Linked DNA regions of Zea mays: region 2 is linked to region 1. The links are chromatin contacts, called in public Hi-C maps. All regions are on one chromosome and are shown on one strand. Each heading gives the region's core, a stretch centred on a gene start, on an enhancer-like site or on the middle of the called end of the contact. The rest is flanking DNA. Distances are from core to core; before and after follow the strand shown. Region 1 holds the start of LOC100382470. Region 2 holds the start of LOC100193109.

The links. Hi-C and Micro-C count contacts between places; a contact is called where the count stands out from the background.
Region 2: a contact with region 1 is called in a Hi-C map of ear, with 2.0 times the contacts expected there. The contact joins the promoter of LOC100193109 here to the promoter of LOC100382470 in region 1. A contact is called at or near these places in 2 of 25 Hi-C or Micro-C datasets (ear and leaf).

Annotation. Positions count from the first base shown.
Region 1 is chr8:97,510,259-97,514,844 of Zm-B73-REFERENCE-NAM-5.0, reverse strand. It overlaps LOC100382470, which reads left to right and starts at 2,022. Exons shown (of 4, transcript NM_001175210.1): 1 at 2,022-3,123; 2 at 3,977-4,347. The coding sequence starts at 2,476.
Region 2 is chr8:97,794,599-97,799,184 of Zm-B73-REFERENCE-NAM-5.0, reverse strand. It overlaps LOC100193109, which reads left to right and starts at 2,477. Exons shown (of 7, transcript NM_001138271.2): 1 at 2,477-3,060; 2 at 3,162-3,278; 3 at 3,456-3,610; 4 at 4,170-4,244; 5 at 4,314-4,586. The coding sequence starts at 2,793.

The DNA of each region.
Region 1 (4,586 bases), core at 773-3,272:
TAATAACACCAGAGGAATCCCAGCCTAATGAGGACTATGACTACACCAAGGAACTCAGAGACAACCTGATCAAATGTGTCACATCCCACCCACCCTCTTAGAATCCCATTAGGTATGCAATATATTGCTAGCGCTTTGATTTCTAAAGTTATTATTATGTTAGGGTGCATAGTATAAAATGTTTGAGCATATGTCGTGTTGTAACCCTACTCCTGCATACCTGCTATTTGGATAGATGCTCACTTTACATACACTTGTTATTTACTTGTACTACTATGTGTGATAAATGATGATGTGATGCATAGTGTGGACATGTTTGTGTGTGGACTAGCACATGTGTCACTTCTATATCGTGCATACCACGGATGAGAGATTCTAGCATATGTCTTAGGTGTCTGGTGAGGGTCGAGTCGACCAGATAGGATGTTATGATGAGTATTGAACAAGTCTTATCAATGGATTTTGACGCGAGGCTCTCTAAGAGGTACCTGTGGTAGGTACATGTGAGTTGAGTAGTTCTAGAGGGTGAGATTCACTAGGATGTGTCCTCGTGAAGGTGATGTCATCAAGAGAACGAGAGGTAGAGCTTCCCTCTTGATGAGATTTAGTATCCGATTCTTCTAAGCACTAAGCCAGAGAACTGGTCCATAGGAACCCTTCATACACACCACTCGCTTTAAAATAGGGGGGCATATGTGATCTTCTAGCTAGGGGTGATGCCACCACTACATAAGATATAAGTGATAGTGTAGGGATGTAACTATGTAAGGGTGTATCCTCTAATCCTCTTAAACCATGTAATGACCACTAGGAATACTTCATTTCGCAGTCTCAGCATGTCGGTGGTACTCTAGGGTGACTTGGTGATGAATTGTAGGTGGTATCATTCTGGTTAGATAATAGCCTAATATCAACCTAGACAGAGGCCACCGTCGATGATGGTAATGTTGTGGCTATAGGTGTACATTCTCTATAGAGTTGATCGATCTATAAGCATAGGTCTGACCAAGGTTAATGAAGATTCCTATATGTTTCTCACTTGAGCATGACTAGAGAGTTTTGTGTTCTTTTTCTCTTCCTCGTGTTTGGATAAGGATCAAACCTGAGAGTATTGAGATAAGGATGAGAGGGAGTTGTCTTTGTTGACTAGAGAGTGTAGTGATGAGATGTGAGAGTGTGGTGTGTTTAGATATGAGATGATATGGATAGGTGGATGGATGTGATGATACTATGTGGATATTTACAAATAGACCATGAGACATGCATAGTAAGCCTACCGTCACATGATTTGTGTGGAGCGTGAGGAAGAAAGAAGATGAGAGGCACTAAAAAGTTAAGGTTTAGACTCTCTCCAACAAAAATATGTACAACATCTTGTACCCTATATTTAGTGGAGATTTCCTTTTTTATCACTACATCAGCGTTCTCTAATTGATACTCTAAATATAGATGATTTTCATCTGTTCTCTCTATATAGAGATTCTATATCCTTTCTTCTATCTATTTTAATACTTTAAACAACATATTTATCAAAACTAAATTATGTACAAAATATTTGTGAGTATAACAAATATATATGTATAAAAATTTAAAATAACATATGTCTCTAATATAGTTATTTTTTATATAGAGAGGATGGGATATAAAGAATGCTGCTGAAGATGAAGATAAAAGAGAAATAAATTTTTAGGACTTATTCGGTTGGGGTAGATTGAGGGTGATTAATAGAAAGAGGTTTAATCCCCTTAATTTTTTCTAATCCTTACACAACCGAACATAGGGATATAAATGATGAATACAGAGACGGCTTTGGAGGAGTGAAGGCCTTGCCAAATGCCAAGCCAATAACTATCATCAGGCCATACCTGGCACTGTAGGGCCTGAGGCTGGGCTGTGTGCTTGGGATATACAGTACCTGACCCTGGCCAGGGTCTCCACCGCACGCCCCCGTCCTACCTCGCGCCCTCTCCTCGCACCACAATCACACGAGCAGACAGTCACCAACTCCTTTCTGTCTTTCGCTTTCACTGCTCACCATTTCGCGTCCTTGCCTCGCCATCTCGCCGTCGCGGGCGCCTGTTTTTCGCCTCCCTCCCCCCATCTGCCAGACTGCCACGCACCTTTGCACAAAGAAAGGCGCCCCGAGGTACAGTACAGGTAGAGGTAGAGCCGACAGCCGAGCGAGCCCGGGAGCCGAACACCTCCACCAGCAGCAAAAGCACCACCACCACCAGAACCGAGCGCACAAAAGCGCGCGGCCGGGACGCGGGAGAAAGCAACGGGCAGCCTGTACTGCCGGCTGCTGCAGCTACCCTTTCAGTCCCAATTCCAGCCCCCGGCCAGGCGCTCGCAAAGTGCGGGAGCCGCCCTCTTCGCTCGTGGGCTCTCTCTCTCTCTCTCCGCGTTCTCGCTCCAGGTCGTGTACGATCCGCCAGTACGTACGGGCCCCGGCGGCGCTCGTGCGCGGGCGACAACATGTCCTCGGCGGCGGGCGGTGGATACGGGGCCGGCGGCGCGGAGCATCAGCACCTGTTGCTGGGGCAGGCCGCGGGCGCGGGGCAGCTCTACCACGTGCCGCAGCACAGCCGCCGCGAGAAGCTGCGGTTCCCGCCCGACGACGCGGCCGACTCGCCCCCGCCCACTGCCTGGCCGGCGCCCCCACCCTTCTACTCCTACGCTTCCTCGTCGACATCGTCCTACTACTCGCCGCATAGCCCCACGCTGGCGCACGCGCAGCTAGTAGCACACGCGCTACCTGCGGGCGCCGGGGTCCAGATCCCGAGCCAGAACTTCGCGCTCTCGCTCTCTTCGGCGCCCTCGAACCCTCCGCCCGCGCCGCGGAGGCAGCTCGCCGCGGGGGTAGCCACGGGGCCGTACGGCCCGTTCACGGGCTACGCGGCCGTCCTCGGGCGGTCCAGGTTCCTGGGCCCCGCGCAGAAGCTGCTCGAAGAGATCTGTAACGTCGGCGGACGGCCCCCGCACCTGGACCCTCTCTCCGACGAGGGTATGTTCGGCATGGAGCATGGCATGGGCGGCGTTGACCGCGCTACCGCTGAGGCGGTCGCTGTCTCCGGCGCCGAGCAGCAGTGGAGGAAGACCAGGCTCATCTCCCTCATGGAGGACGTGAGCTTCTTGATCCTTCATTGAAAAATACGTCTTTTCTCTGCTTTTGTTTCTTGTCGCAATTATTTCTTCTTCGCCGAGAAGAATCTAACGAATACCTCATGGTCACGTCATGGAGCCTACATCCTGTTCGAATCTTTATCTGCTGTTCTGGCACAGCTTATTTCTTGTGCTTGTGATTTGATGAGAGTAGATATGGATTGCAAATCGAGCTCTTTCGGATATGTTTCTTTGGTTATTTATATGCATCAAATCATTGTTTTGCACTGTTGGTGTTGAGAGGTTTGCATACCTTTTCATTTTTTACCTTGCGACAACTAGAAAAACTTCTTCATGAACAGAATTGTCCAGCAGTTCAAAATATGGATGTTGGAATATCAAAATATATCAGGTCTCTCTAGTTTTATCCCGTAGAAATTTTCAAAGTTGCTACTCGATAAGATTCCTGGAGTTTTTGTCTTCTTTCTGAAGGATGCCATATGCATCAGTGAAAACCTGCAGAAAGATTCTGCTTATCTGGTCGCCACTCTTTTGTTAAAATAATTCTATTGTTCATGGTTGTAATTTTTGCCAGGCAGAGTAGAATAGTGACTCGGTTATCGAATATCGTTCATTTTTTGAACTAAACGGTGACAAATAAAAAAGAAAGGAGGGACTACGTGCTAGCATCCTGACTCCTTAAACATACATGAATTGGTGCAGTCTCGTCTCTCGGCAGGAAAATAAAATCTGGCTATGTCCTATGCTGAACTTACTGAGTTTATTGGCTCCACTAAGTAGTTATAGCTATTAGTTAAGTACTGAATTTTGGGTGTGTTCTACCTTTAAACTCAGAAGTGTATGAATCTTGCAGGTTTGCAGGCGATACAAACAATACTACCAGCAGCTGCAATCTGTGATCTCCTCGTTTGAGACGGTTTCGGGGCTGAGCAACGCCGTCCCCTTTGCTTCCATGGCTCTTCGGACAATGTCTAAGCATTTCAAGTTCCTGAAGGGGATGATAATGAGCCAATTACGGAACACAAGCAAGGTCGCTGCCAGTGATGGTATTGGCAAGGATGATATGGCGAACTTTGCGCTTATGGGTGGTGGAGCAGACCACCTGAGGGGAAACAGCGTGAACACGTTCAGCCAGGCTCACAACATTTGGAGGCCTCAAAGAGGGCTTCCTGAGCGTGCAGTGTCTGTTCTTCGCTCATGGCTGTTCGAGCACTTCCTACATCCGTAAGTATATGAATGTCATATCTTCTTATCTTGTTGTCTTTAAAGTTTTTTTTAACAAATGGTGTTTTAATTAAAAAAATAGAAGTTTCATGCACAAAAAAAAGCAGGCACACCATGTATGTGCAGATGTGCCCACGAAATAGGACACGCTAACCCACCCACGCACACGGCAAAGCTCAAAACTACCATGAGTCATCGTTGCCGAGCGTCTCAAAACTACCATGAGTCATCGTTGCCGA
Region 2 (4,586 bases), core at 1,228-3,727, 280 kb before region 1:
GTGTCTCTTGTTTTGATTACAAGTGAATTGAGCACAAGAAATAGAAGGAAGAAGAAAAGCAATCCAAGCGCAAGAGCTCAAATGAACACAAGTATCTCTCTCTCACTAGTCACTATTTGATTGGAATTGTCTTTGGACTTGGGAGAGGATTTGATCTCTTTGGTTGTGTCTTGTATTGAATGCTATAGCTCTTGTATGAGGTGTGAAGGCTGAAAACTTGGATGCAATGAATGGTGGGTGGTTGGGGGTATTTATAGCCCCAACCACCAAATTGACGGTTGGTGAGGGCTTCTGTCGCATGGCGCACCGGACAGTCCGGTGCGCCACCGGACACTGCCCGGTGCGCCAGCCACGTCACCCGGCCGTTGGATTCTGACCGTTGGAGCTTCTGACATCTGGGCCACCGGACAGTCCGGTGGTGCACCAGACAGGTCCTGTAGACTGTCCGGTGCGCCTTCTAGCTCTGCTCTGACTTCTGCGCGCACTGTAGCGCATTAACTGCTGTTGCAGACGACCGTTGGCGCTGTAGTAGCCGTTACTCCGCTGGCACACCAGACAGTCTGGTGCTACACCGGACAGTCCGGTGAATTATAGTGGAGCGGCTTCCAGAATTCCCGAAGGTGAGCAGTTCGGAGTTGAGTTCCCTGGTGCACCGGACACTGTCCGGTGCGCCAGACCAGGGCACACTTCGGTTGTCTTTTGCTCTCTTTATTTGAATCCTTTCTTGGTCTTTTTATTGGCTTATTGTGAACCTTTGGCACCTGTAGAACTTATAGTATAGAGCAAACTAGTTAGTCTAATTATTTGTGTTGGGCAATTCAACCACCAAAATCAATTACGAAAAGGTGTAAGCCTATTTCCCTTTCAGAAACATAGATAAGGAACGCCAAACATCACTATGATATGCAAAATCTGTGTGGCAAACATTATCAATATCGTAAAACAACTCCATATATTGTTGTTGTTGCCCTCGGGCGAGTCGTGACTGCGTCTCTCACGCGGGGTTGGCTTCAGGCGAGTCATGATTGCGTCTCTCACCCGGGATTGACCTCAGGCGAGTCGTGATTGCGTCTCCCGCCTGAGATTTCCCTCGAGCGAGTCATGACTAAGTCTCTCGCTCGAGGGTTGGCCTCGGGCGAGTCGAGACTGCTTTCTCCCATACGGGGTTGGCCTCGGGCGAGTCGTTACCCTCTCCCACCGGGTGAGTCGTGACTCCATCTCCCACCTAGGGTTGGCCTCGGGCGAGTTGTGACTGCGTCTCCCACTCGAGGTTGGCCTCGGGCGAGTCGTGGCTGCATCTCCTGCTCGGGGCATTGCAGAGTTGGTCGGCGGAGTTGGGCACATTTCGAAGCATCGCCCGAGATGTCCTTGGGTGAGTCGAAAATGAGTTGCTTGTCCTGGGTTGGTCTCGGGTGAGTCGTGACTGCGTCTCCCGCCCGAGGTTGGCCTCGGACGAGTCGTGACTGTGTCTCCCGCCCGGGGTTGGCCTCGGTCGAGTCGTGACTGCGTCTCCCGCCCGAGGTGGCCTCGGGTGAGTCGTGATTGCGTCTCCGGCCCGGGGTTGGCCTCGGGTGAGTCGTGACTGCGTTTCCTGGCCAGGGTAGCCTCGGGCGAGGGGTGGCCTTGGGCGAGACGTGACTGCGTCTCCTGCCCAGGGTGGCCTCAGGCGAGTCGTGACTGTGTCTCCCACCTGGGGTTGCCCTCGAGCGAGTCGGAAATGCGCTACTTTTCCGGGGTTGGCCTCAGACGAGTCGTGACCGCGTCTCCCGCCTGAGGTTGGCCTCGAGCGAGTCGTGACTGCATCTCCCGCCCGGAGCTGCCATCAGACAAGTCAGAAATGCATTACTTATCCGGGGTCGATCTCGGGCGGGTCGTGAATGTGACTCCCGATCGAGGTTGCCCTCGGGCGAGTCGTGACTGTATCTCTCGATCGAGGTTGCCCTCGGGCGAGTCGTGACTAGATCTCTCGTCCGAGTTTGACCTCGGCGAGTCGTGACTGGATCTACTGCCTATAGTTAGCCTCGGGGCAGGCGGGGGTGCACGGGTGGGAGTAGAGCTTTGGACGCGGACGCTGACTTTACACTCTTAATAAAGCAGAATAGATACAGTGCTCGAATATAATTGACCGTTTGATCGGCCACGTTCGACGCCATTAAACAAATCCAGGACTGTAAGGAGGGATCGCCAAACGGTCCTTTTTGCCTCCTCGGAATTTCCGTGGCTTGCAGACACAGCAACCCGGCCTCCCTCCATCCCTCCACATGGCTGCCTGCAAAGACAGCGTGCAACGGCAAGACGATCCATACGTAGATACCACGCCGCCCTGGACGACGGTCCCGGCGTAGCTGCCATGCCACGCCGACCGACCAAACCCTGCAGCCTCTAACCGTCAGCGTCAGCCCGCACACCCCTGCGGTCCTGTGATGTCCCCTCTACCAAAAGAAGCCCACCAAGACAACTCAAAACCCAACGGTCACTCCTCCCTCCCTCGCCCGCCTGCCTTTCGCTTCTTTTTAAGCCTTTATTTACTACCACTACTATACTCCTCTCTCTTTCTCACTCGTCACAAGCTCTCTTTCATCGCATCCACACCATTCCACTTCCACCCCACGAGGATCCAGCCTGCCTGTCCCTCTCGCCGCACGCCACGACCGTAGTCGCTCGCCGGCGTGTCTAGCCTAGCCGGGGCCTGGGCCTCCGCGCTCGTGCTCCCGGGAAACAACGACCGACGCGTCCTCATAGTCATAGAGGCAGCTAAGGCAGCCACGCATTCGTCGCTCGCTCGACCGGCGATGGCGAGAGGTGACACGGCGAGCGAGGCGCTGACGGCGGACTCAGCCGACGAGGAGGGGCGCCGCGGGAGCAGCTCCAGCGCCAGCTCCGACGCCGCCTCCAGCTTCTCCTGCACGTACTCCCCGGCCCCGCCCGACGAGTGGCACAAGGTGGCCATCATCAAGACCTGCGTGTCTGTGTCGGCCGACGCCGCGGGCGGCGGCGGCGGCAAGGACCAGAAGCCGCGCGGCGTCGTCGCCGCGGCCGACAGGCACGGAGGAGCATCAGGTACGTACACCAGCGCGAATAATCCTCCTATCGGTTTGGTCTCGGCCGGACGTGCAGTCTCTCACACCGTCGTCGTGCGTGCCCGCGCGTGAAATCGCCAGAGATGGAGATGATGAAGGAGCGGTTCTCCAAGCTGCTGCTCGGCGAGGACATGTCCGGGAGCGGCAAGGGCGTCTGCACCGCGCTCGCCATCTCCAACGCCGTCACCAACCTCTGCGGTACGTACGTTACGTGCGCGCGCGTGACCAAAAACCACCTGCTGCTGGTTGGCTTTTCGCTCGCGTAGCCATTGTTGTTGCACTGCTTTCTTTCTTGGACGGCAACTGCATGCGCGCGATGGGGTTTTTGACCGTCGTGCGCGCCGGCCGGCCGGCCGTACGTGTCTGTGTCTGCAGCGACGGTGTTCGGCCAGCTCTGGAGGCTGGAGCCGCTGCCGCCGGAGAAGAAGGCCATGTGGCGGCGCGAGTTGGACTGCCTGCTCTGCGTCAGCGACCACATCGTGGAGCTGGTGCCCACGTGGCAGACATTCCCGGATGGTACAAGGCTTGAGGTAAGCTACGGTAACAACTATGGTTATATTATATGGTCGCTTCCAAATTAAGATAGCCGTAAATCATTTCTAACTTTAACCATATAAAAAAAAAAGAAAAATTTTGAATCTCATGAGCAATATGCATGTGAAGTTTCTCATGAGCAATTGCAGCGTCCGAGGTCCTAGAGCCATGCCCATGTGTGATTAATCCACGGTGCTGGATCGCCGAGGAGCCATTAAAATATGTACTTAGCGTTTTGATGCCCTTATCTAGTGTGTATATTAAAAAGGGACAGTTAAGCCAGCGTGTGATGTCTGAGATCCAAAGAAAGTAAAGAGCACATTAATGTGATGTGATGTCCGTTTTGGTCGGTCCCTTCCCTTGTGCATGTTTGATGTTTCATCAAACCTGCCAATTCAAATACCGTGTCCATTCCAGGATGTGTATCTGCTAAATAGTGTTCAGGATGATGATGCTAATCATGTTTATGGTAACAGCGCAATGCTGTCACGTTGATGCCTGCCAGCAGCGTAGACTGATTAAATACCTTTTGTCGGCTGTCATTTTTTTTTTCAGATCATGACAAGCAGGCCGCGGTCTGATCTGTACATCAACCTGCCGGCGCTTCGGAAGCTAGACAACATGCTCCTCGTGAGTTCAACAAGCATCCTTCTGATCAAACATTTTCCAACTGACTGACAAGCCAGCCACTGCTCCCAGGAAATCCTGGAAGGTTTCAGGGACGTCGAGTTCTGGTACGTGGACCAGGGCATCTGTGCGCCGGACTGCGACAGCTCCGCGTCCTACCGGAGAACGTTCCACCGCCGCGACGACAAGTGGTGGCTGCCGGTGCCGCACGTGCCCCACGGCGGTCTCCGCGAGGCCACGCGGAGGCAGCTGGAGCACCGTCGCGACTGCGCCAGCCAGATCCTCAAGGCCGCCATGGCCATCAACAGCAACGCACTGGCCGAGATGGCCGTGCCGGTCTCCTAC